Linked DNA regions of Capsicum annuum: region 1 is linked to region 2. Evidence: chromatin contacts called from public Hi-C data. All regions are on one chromosome and are shown on one strand. Each heading gives the region's core, a stretch centred on a gene start, on an enhancer-like site or on the middle of the called end of the contact. The rest is flanking DNA. Distances are from core to core; before and after follow the strand shown.

Evidence for each region. A called contact is a pair of places that touch in the nucleus more often than the background predicts.
Region 1: a contact with region 2 is called in a Hi-C map of leaf, with 2.2 times the contacts expected there. The contact joins the promoter of LOC107858737 here to the promoter of LOC107858738 in region 2. A contact is called at or near these places in 2 of 5 Hi-C or Micro-C datasets (leaf and placenta).

What each region holds. Positions count from the first base shown.
Region 1 is chr2:96,259,161-96,263,298 of UCD10Xv1.1, forward strand. LOC107858737 (cystathionine gamma-synthase 1, chloroplastic) reads left to right here and starts at 1,385. Exons shown (of 11, transcript XM_016703513.2): 1 at 1,385-2,154; 2 at 3,521-3,624; 3 at 3,927-4,000; 4 at 4,133-4,138. The coding sequence starts at 1,662.
Region 2 is chr2:95,292,593-95,297,063 of UCD10Xv1.1, forward strand. It overlaps LOC107858738 (pentatricopeptide repeat-containing protein At5g15280, mitochondrial), which reads right to left and starts at 2,212. Exons shown (of 1, transcript XM_016703514.2): 1 at 1-2,212. The coding sequence starts at 997. It overlaps LOC107858739 (KH domain-containing protein HEN4), which reads right to left. Exons shown (of 8, transcript XM_016703516.2): 5 at 4,462-4,471; 6 at 4,216-4,307; 7 at 3,791-3,859; 8 at 3,221-3,614. The coding sequence ends at 3,811.

The sequences.
Region 1 (4,138 bases), core at 135-2,634, 970 kb after region 2:
TACGACTTGTAAACTATAAAAAAAAATATAATAGTGATCACAAAGCTTCAATTTTGATCCAATTAATTTTTGTCTGAGCAAAAATTTGACCCTAAAAATGATTTTGAATGAAAATAAGGAAAATATATATATACTGACAAAAATAGTGAACAAGTTGGGGGTTGACAAAAATAGTGAAGAAGTTGGGGGTTAGAAAATCAAGCATCCACCAAATATTGATAGAAGTATTTCCTTAATAGAGTCCTATTTTAATTTATAAAAGTATTTTCTTAATAGAGTTCTATTTTAAGAATATTTTTCTAATTGAACAGTATAAAGGAAAATATTAATTAATTCTTTTAGGAGTCCCATATATATATTTTAGGAAGTTTAGTAGAAAGAAAAATATTAATTAATTCTAATACCATATATTTTAGGAGTCTGATATATTCCAGGAAGTCTAGTTAATATAATAAAAAAAATTAAATAACAAATTAAAAAAATAATGAAAAGACAATTTTGTCTAAAGAAGAGTATTTTAATGAAGTGTAAAATGTTTCCAAGGGTCTATATAAATTAATATTAATCACTATTTATATTGTTTTCTTAATATTAGGAATTTGGAGTTCTAATAACGAAATGTTTTAACATAAATATATTTAATTAATTTTTAATTCTTAAATATTAAAAAAAGTAATGTAAAGATAATTTTATTAAATGAAGGGCAAAAAGTTCAAACAATATTTCTAAGTCTCTTAACACTTTTAATATATTATATATATAATTTTAATATTATATATATATATATATAATAATATATATAAATATAGATTATAGATAATAAAAATTAATACTACTGCAAGTACGTGAAATAAGGAAAACAAATTCTAATTTGAACCCATATTTATACTAATTTGAACCCATATTTTTAGGGGATATCGAACTTGAAAATAAGCAAAGAGATATATAAAGCATTTTAATTAATATTCTCTGAATAAAAAGGATAACATAAAACTGGATCCCTAACTTTAGGAATATCCAGTAACGAAATTTAAAAAAAAAAATAAAAAAAATCGTAGTTTTAAGGATCTTCACTTTCGAAATAAGCAAAACAAGAAAGATATTCTTTCTCCGAGTTTTGCTCAGGGAATGAATATACACAGATAAGAAAATTACGTAGTGCCAATTCTTTAGGCCAAATATATAGGTAAAGACTAAAGACTAAAGACTAATAGATTAAAAGGATGTCAATTCCATTTAGGACTTGTACTACATGTTAATTTGGTAAGAGCTAGATGAATTGAATTTTGATTCCTTTTTAGCTTATTTCAAAGTAAGAAATTTTTGAACAGATTAATAATTTAAGATGTAAATTGCTTGGCTAAATGACCTTTTAAGTTGATGAATGGTCACATTTACCTATCAACTATTTAGTGTTTTGGACCCCACCACTCAAGTACAGTAATATTTTCTTTTCAATAATGCGACAAATCTCAACCGCGTGCATTTCACAAAGTACACTACTTGTGGATTGTGACGACTATTTAAACTTGTGTGGAAGCCAAATCCCTCAGCCTCCGTTCATTTTTTTTTTCTCCATTCACAGAGAAAGACAAGGCCAATTGGCCGTCGGAGAATTACATTTTTGACCCTCTAAATTCCAAAATCATCACAAAAACCCAATGGCAGTGTCCAGTTATGCTAGGGCATTTCCGTCATTTGAATGCCGCTCCGAACCCGATTTCTCCGGCAGCCTTCCACGTCCCAACGCCACCGCCGGCGTTCGGTTCTCCGGTAAGGATAAGTCCGGGAGTAGCCGATCTCAGGCTTATGGTCTGTCTTCTCTGATTTTCAGATTTCCTCCAAACTTCGTGAGGCAGCTAAGCATTAAGGCTCGGAGGAATTGCAGCAACATCGGTGTAGCTCAAATTGTGGCGGCTTCCTGGTCTAACAACAACGCCGTTCCTGATTTCACTCCGGCGGCTAATGCTGTCGATTCATCCGCCTCCGCTTCCGCTGCAGTTACTGCGGTTGGTATAACCGCAGGTGACGAGGAGGTGGCGGCAGTGGTGGAAAATAAGGCTTTTAATGATGAAAATGTACAGATTAAGGGTTCTACAGGTGTTAAATATGCTTCATTTTTGAATTCCGATGGAAGCGTTGCTATTCATGCCGGTATGCTTTGTGTTTCCAGCTCATACGTCTTGTTAGTTATCATTTCCTCTTATTATGCTGTTGCTATGCTTCGTGAATAATATTATGAAAAGTCTGATTAACATTTGCGTTGTATTATAAAATCGGACGGTCTATCATCCATGCGATCTGATAAATATATATTTTTTTATTTTATAATGGTTTAAATCGATATAGAGACTAAAGAGGATGGGATATAGAGATATATATAGCAGTTCGGGATTGAGATGAAGTCAATTGATTAAATGAATGGTTTAAACCCATAGTTTGCTTGATCACTTGGAAGGGATGCATGCATGAAATTTGTTTTGGGCCTTATCACTCTGAAGCTTAATTAAGCCGAGGATAAAAATACTGTAATGCTTCAAGCTAAAATAGGATAGACGTTTTGGATATATTCTCAAAAAGTATTCAACTTTATTTATCAGTTTGTCTGAAAAAAGTCCATAACTCTCAGTTTAATTGAGGTTCAACTTTACACTCTCAGCCAAATTTCAAGATATTATGGTTAGAATGTGTCCCAGCTGAAAAATTTGGTGTCTTGTCTGAACTGAAGCTGGAATGATCTCTTCACATTTTCTTAATGCTCTTTCTTTCCGCGAGTGTTTATGTGGAGAAGAAGAAGACTGGTTAGAGACATCAATGACTCAGCTCTTAACCAAAATAGGAGGAAACAAGAGTTTTGTGTATCCCCTTTGACTATTTTCTTTTGCCTCAGCTTTTAGAATCCAAACTCAAGTTAAGGATGGCGGGTTGGTGTGGAAAATGCAAGATGCGGTTCTTTCATTTCCCATTCCAAGCAACCATTTCTGATTTGGATCTGGATTTCAACACTATTGATTCATTTTTCTTTCTTTTCATCTTCTGACAAACCACAACAAAATGACAGAGATCCTGGACACAATCTTCCTAGAAATGGAGAGCCACTTGTGACTTGACTATAAGGAAGGGGCCCCTTGAGCCACTTCCGAAGAAAAAGGAAATGTTGTTCCTTGAATATTCTCACCTGAACGCATGGCGGTTCTTGGGCTGCCTCTTATGAGAAAAGAAATTTTTTATTCAATAACATAGACGCGCATTTATGGATATTCTCTAGTTTGAATAAAAAAAAAAATACAATGATGAAAAACTATCCTAGTAATAGGTGTGTCTTACCTATAAAAATAAAAAGACATGTCTTTATGGTTGTAAGTATTGAGAAATTTGTGAATGAGATTATTTCAATATATACCTTCACCTAGTGCAAGTGGTGTCAAAATAAGGGTTTTAGAGTATTTGGGTAATATTTATGCTTTCAGATCGGCTGTATGAATCAAGAAAAAAACTTACGTTGTTTGTTCTTCTGCAGGTGAAAGGTTGGGACGCGGTATTGTTACTGATGCCATAACTACCCCAGTGGTTAACACATCTGCTTACTTCTTCAACAAGACTTCTGACCTTATTGATTTTAAGGTATTTACTGTCTTATTTGATCCTTATTGATTTTAAGGTATTTACTATCTTATTTGATCCTTATTGATTTTAAGGTATTTACTGTCTTATTTGATCCTTGTGTTGTATGAATCTAAAGTACAATTGCTCTCTAGTTCCACTGAAAAGTTCCACGAGCCTAGCCACTTTCTTGGTCAATCGTCAGGTTTCTTTAAATATTATACTGGTGTACCATCAAATTGGTGGGAGAGAATGCTATGTACATCATTTCAGCAAGGTGAATTTGTCTTTATGATCAATTTCACCTTATGATATTTTGGCAGGAGAAAAGACGTGCAAGTTTTGAATATGGACGCTATGGGAACCCCACTACCATTGTTCTCGAGGAGAAAATAAGGTTCGTATTGTCTTTGGTTAATCAGTTTGTTTTCATTTTCTATTTGCGTTTTCCTTTTATTTTCTCTAGTTGTAAGTGTTTGGTATTTAAGGGCCAGTTGTTTTAGTAATGAGGTATTTGTATCTCTAACAGTGCACT
Region 2 (4,471 bases), core at 962-3,461:
ACGAGTTCCCACTTGCAACACCAAACTGTCGACAGACAGACTGGATGAACTTATTGACTATGGTTACATCAGGCATAGAACAAATCTCGACAAAGAAACTCAGTAGATCATCATAATCTCGTTTATTACAATAACCAGAAGCAATAGAATCGAGGATTAAATAATTAGGTTCAATTCCAAAAACAAGAACCTTCTTAACCAGATTCCTAGCATCCTGAATTTTCGCATCAGCACATAACAGTCTGACAACACCCTCATATATACCCCCTTCAGATACATTCCTTCCAAAGCCAGCATCTATAGCATCAGCATAAATTTGAAATGCCAATTGTGTTTCATGCATTTGAATCAAAAACTCAAGTATAACCCCGTAACATGAAATCGATGGGTTTAAACCCCGCACCTTCATTCGATCATAACACGCAATAGCATTCTCTAATCGATAATCACCCACAAACACTTCAATTAAATAACTGTAGATCTCATGATTATCCAAGAAAACTCCTTGGCTATCCAACAAGGAATCCAAGCATTCAGCTTCCTTAAACAACCCGGCCCGAACAAGCATTGATGCAATAATCCTAGATGCCTTATCAAGATGCCTAAAGTCCCTAATTTGCTTACTAGCCCATATATAAATTCCCCATAAAGATTCAATCTTTTTAACCTCAACCTCAAGAACTCCACTATCATTTTCAAAACCCAACAAAATTTCAAGAAAATCATTGGGACTCAACACAGTAACTCTCCAAAATCTACGAACAGTTGCAGGGGAGATCTCAGATAACTTAAGAAGACAATCTTGAATGATGGGGTTGTACAAAATCTCACCTTTTTTATCCGAAAAGCTTAATTGGCTAGTATATATTGGTTTTGTAGAAGATGAAGAAAGTGGATGGAAGTATTGAAGTTGAAGTTTTCTGGGAAAAGAAGAAAGGTGAAAGAGAAGTGAATTAGCCTGTCTGTGTTTACGGAATTTAAGGAGAGCTTGAAGCATTCGACCGACGGCCGGGATGTGTCGGAGTTACAGGGACAACAGTCTACTAGTTCTGTTCTTGATGTACGATGTCGTTGTTGTTGGGCTTCTTCAAAGTTCTATGTTTGAGATTTGTGGCCTATGATGATGGGCTGTAAGGGGTGATAAAGCCCATCTTATAAGTTCAGCTTCCTTGCTTGTAGAAAAAGAGGATTTGGAATTGTTTTTCATTTCAAGGCATAACTGAAAGCATAACCTGTACTCATCGGCTTCATATGCACCCAGAGTACGCTGCAGCTTCTCCAGTTGTAAAAACCTCATGAACTTTCAGTTTACATCATGCCATTTTAAGTTAACAGTTAGTATATGTATTCAATTGAAATCTTTTTGCGAATTAATTGTGCAAAAATAAAATTTGGCAGATTACTCCAAAGTTGTGTGAAGTCATATTTGGAACCTGAAGTTAATTTTGAACCAGCGAATCTGTAAAGTTACGTAAATTTCAAGTAGTTTTTAAACAGAAATCCTTAAAATGGCTATAAGTTGCACTTCACCTTGCTTTCCGTACTCACCACAAGCCTTTAATTCATATATGTTTAGCATTTGACTTAATACAGAGTTTAGAAAAAATGAATTTGATTTTGTATCATAAAGTCGGAGAAAATCGAGTCTTTGAGCAACAAGAAATAAAACCGAAAAGCATATACATCCTTTTTTGTATCTAATCATGCTTCGTTTTATATACATTCTAATGCAGTTAAATCCAAACATTAGAATCCTTTCTTATTTGTAAAAAGCTCATATGGTTTTGAAATTTGTTTTTATAGCATATTTTTGAGCCATAACTCTCATACCCGTCGAACATAATCCATCTCTTCTTGCTTCGGCACTAAAATTTTCCCTCATCTTTATGGTATAGTGAGAGGCCACAAGACAAGAGACATAACATCACATTTTCTACGTTATTGGGAGCCAAGTTTAAAAAGATCAAAATAATTAATGTTAACGAGATACTATGATTCTTAGTAGTCAAACAGCCGTTCTTCGATCATCATACTTATCATAAGCCATAACGTAATTGGCATGTTCGTGACTCCTGTATATCTTCGAGAATGAAGTAATAAATTGCCTAACCACCGAGGTTTACCTTCTGATGTACGATAATGCCCTACAATTAGATTCTGTCGTCATTTGGATGTATTACATCCCAATCTTACGCAAGATATTAAGTTTAAATGGTTGTACGTACAAATACTTGATTAATACATCAAAAGAATACAAATAAAATGTACAATCAAAGATCTATTGGCATACAAAACAACTGGATCATACAGGGAGGGCACTTTGCTGCAACTGTTGTAGTTCCAGTCGAGAATCAAATCAATCCACCACCTAGAACAAGTTCCAGACCTGTGTACCCTCAACCAGGGGGAATTTAAAGAAAATGTACTAGGGATGGAGGGAAGAAACGTAACACAAAAATTATACAGTTCTCTATTTTAGCAACTTCTAACTTGACATGATCAGTTGTAGGATATCAACATCTCCTACTAAGCTAAACTTGGTGCAAGTACTTGCAGGAGATCAACTTCTCATACCGCATGATTTCATGTCTTTGCAAACAAGTACCCTCTCATAGTCTCGTATCATTAAACCGGCCTATTTTTCAAGACACAGCCAACCCACCACTCTCAATAAGAAAGAACAAATGATGGAGCATTGCATAAGGAGAAATAATGAAAGACAACAGCAAAAGAAGTAAACATACTGACTGTATCCAACAGAACAAAGAAGAGATGGCTTAACTTCAGATTGAAGCAGAGTTTGAAACAACATTCTCATCCAACAAACACAGAGTATGAGAGCATATTTTTGGTAAACTCCACTTAACATGCTGATTGCTTGCAATAAAGTAAGCACGTTATGATAAGAATGTGAGACTTACCATAAGATTTTTACCTGCTTCAATTAATTCCAACCCGTACCCCCAAAAGCTATCAGATTCCAGTGAAAGCCAGTGAAAATTATCACTGCATTTTGGTGAGTACTGATACATCTTGCACTACTAAATCATACATATAACTGCATTGAATATCCAGTGTCTACAGAGATGTATGCATATTGCATATTATCACAGATAATGAAGAAACATTTAGGCTTTCTAGTAATTAACATAGCAATACTTCAAAAATATTTTGAAAGGTCTCATAACCAAACATTGCACCATAATCAAAACCAGAAAGACGCTTGAAAATCGGCACCAGGTCTAAAGCATCAAATAGACATGTTCAACTAGCAGTAGATTCATACATATAATAATAAACCGAAAACAAGACATCAGGACACATGGCCGAGATTTCTGAGTTGAATTTGTCTATAGTACAACTACAAAAGGGAAGAAAGGATGAGGCCGCTGGCTACACAGGTTCTTGGAAGCATAAGAGTATGAGCTTGGAAGTATATGGTGTCAGGGCATGGCAAATTTCGATAGTAGGTAAGATCTTCGGATATGGTCCTGCTAAGGAAAACATCAAGGTAGGCAATGATATTTGATGTCCGCATTCATCTGGTCATCTGGTTTGGGCATGAGGCTTCATCAAAGGTGACAGTAGGCAGGCTTCAGGCTTCAGATACTCGGCTGTTTTAGCGAGGGAAAGGAAACAAAGGGAAAAATACCATTAGTTTCATAATTGGAAGATAGGTTAGGTCATCATACCAAAATGTTCAGAATTCTTGTATGATTGGGGCTAGGTATATAAAACTAGCGAATTAAATGAAAGATGCAATGCAATTGAACCATAATTCATGATCTACCTGTGGTTCTGTTACAAGCTCTAGTAACCATAACTTTTTCTCCGGGAAGCAGAGTTTTGCCTGGATGACCTGGTAACATGAACTTAACAATGAATATAATTGGAGAAGCAACTGTGACTTCTTTAGAGCAGTTGAAAGTAGAGAAGCTAAATAAGAAATCCTCTCCAACAGATGGGCAGAACAAAATCACCAATGACAAGTTCAAGCGCCGTTAGGTCAGACACATAAACAGGCAAGATCCTTATATGTAGTCAAAACATTAAGCTTCTTGATAAGCTAAACAATTAGAAAGAATGAAACTACGAGCTCATTCTTGTCTTTCTTTCAAGATTTCAAGAAAATCTATAGGCAGAATGACCATAGTATCACACTGCATAGGACACCAAACCTACTCAAGACTGGTCAAAGGAAGGCAAGAGACTCACCCAGATCCACTGGAACGCCCATGGGAATATCCTTCTTTTGGATAAGCAGGGGAATATCCTTCATATGCTCCATACCCTACACTGCTAGTACTCTGCAAATGGAATTAGAAATCAATAACGAAAGCTGCACATAGACATTCCACAAAAGTAGTAGAAAGCAACCGAAACAAACAAATCCCACTTCTTCTGGAGAGCACTGCAACCTCCAAAAACTCCTTTCTACTAACCAATGAAACAAAATTTTACCTGGAGAGTA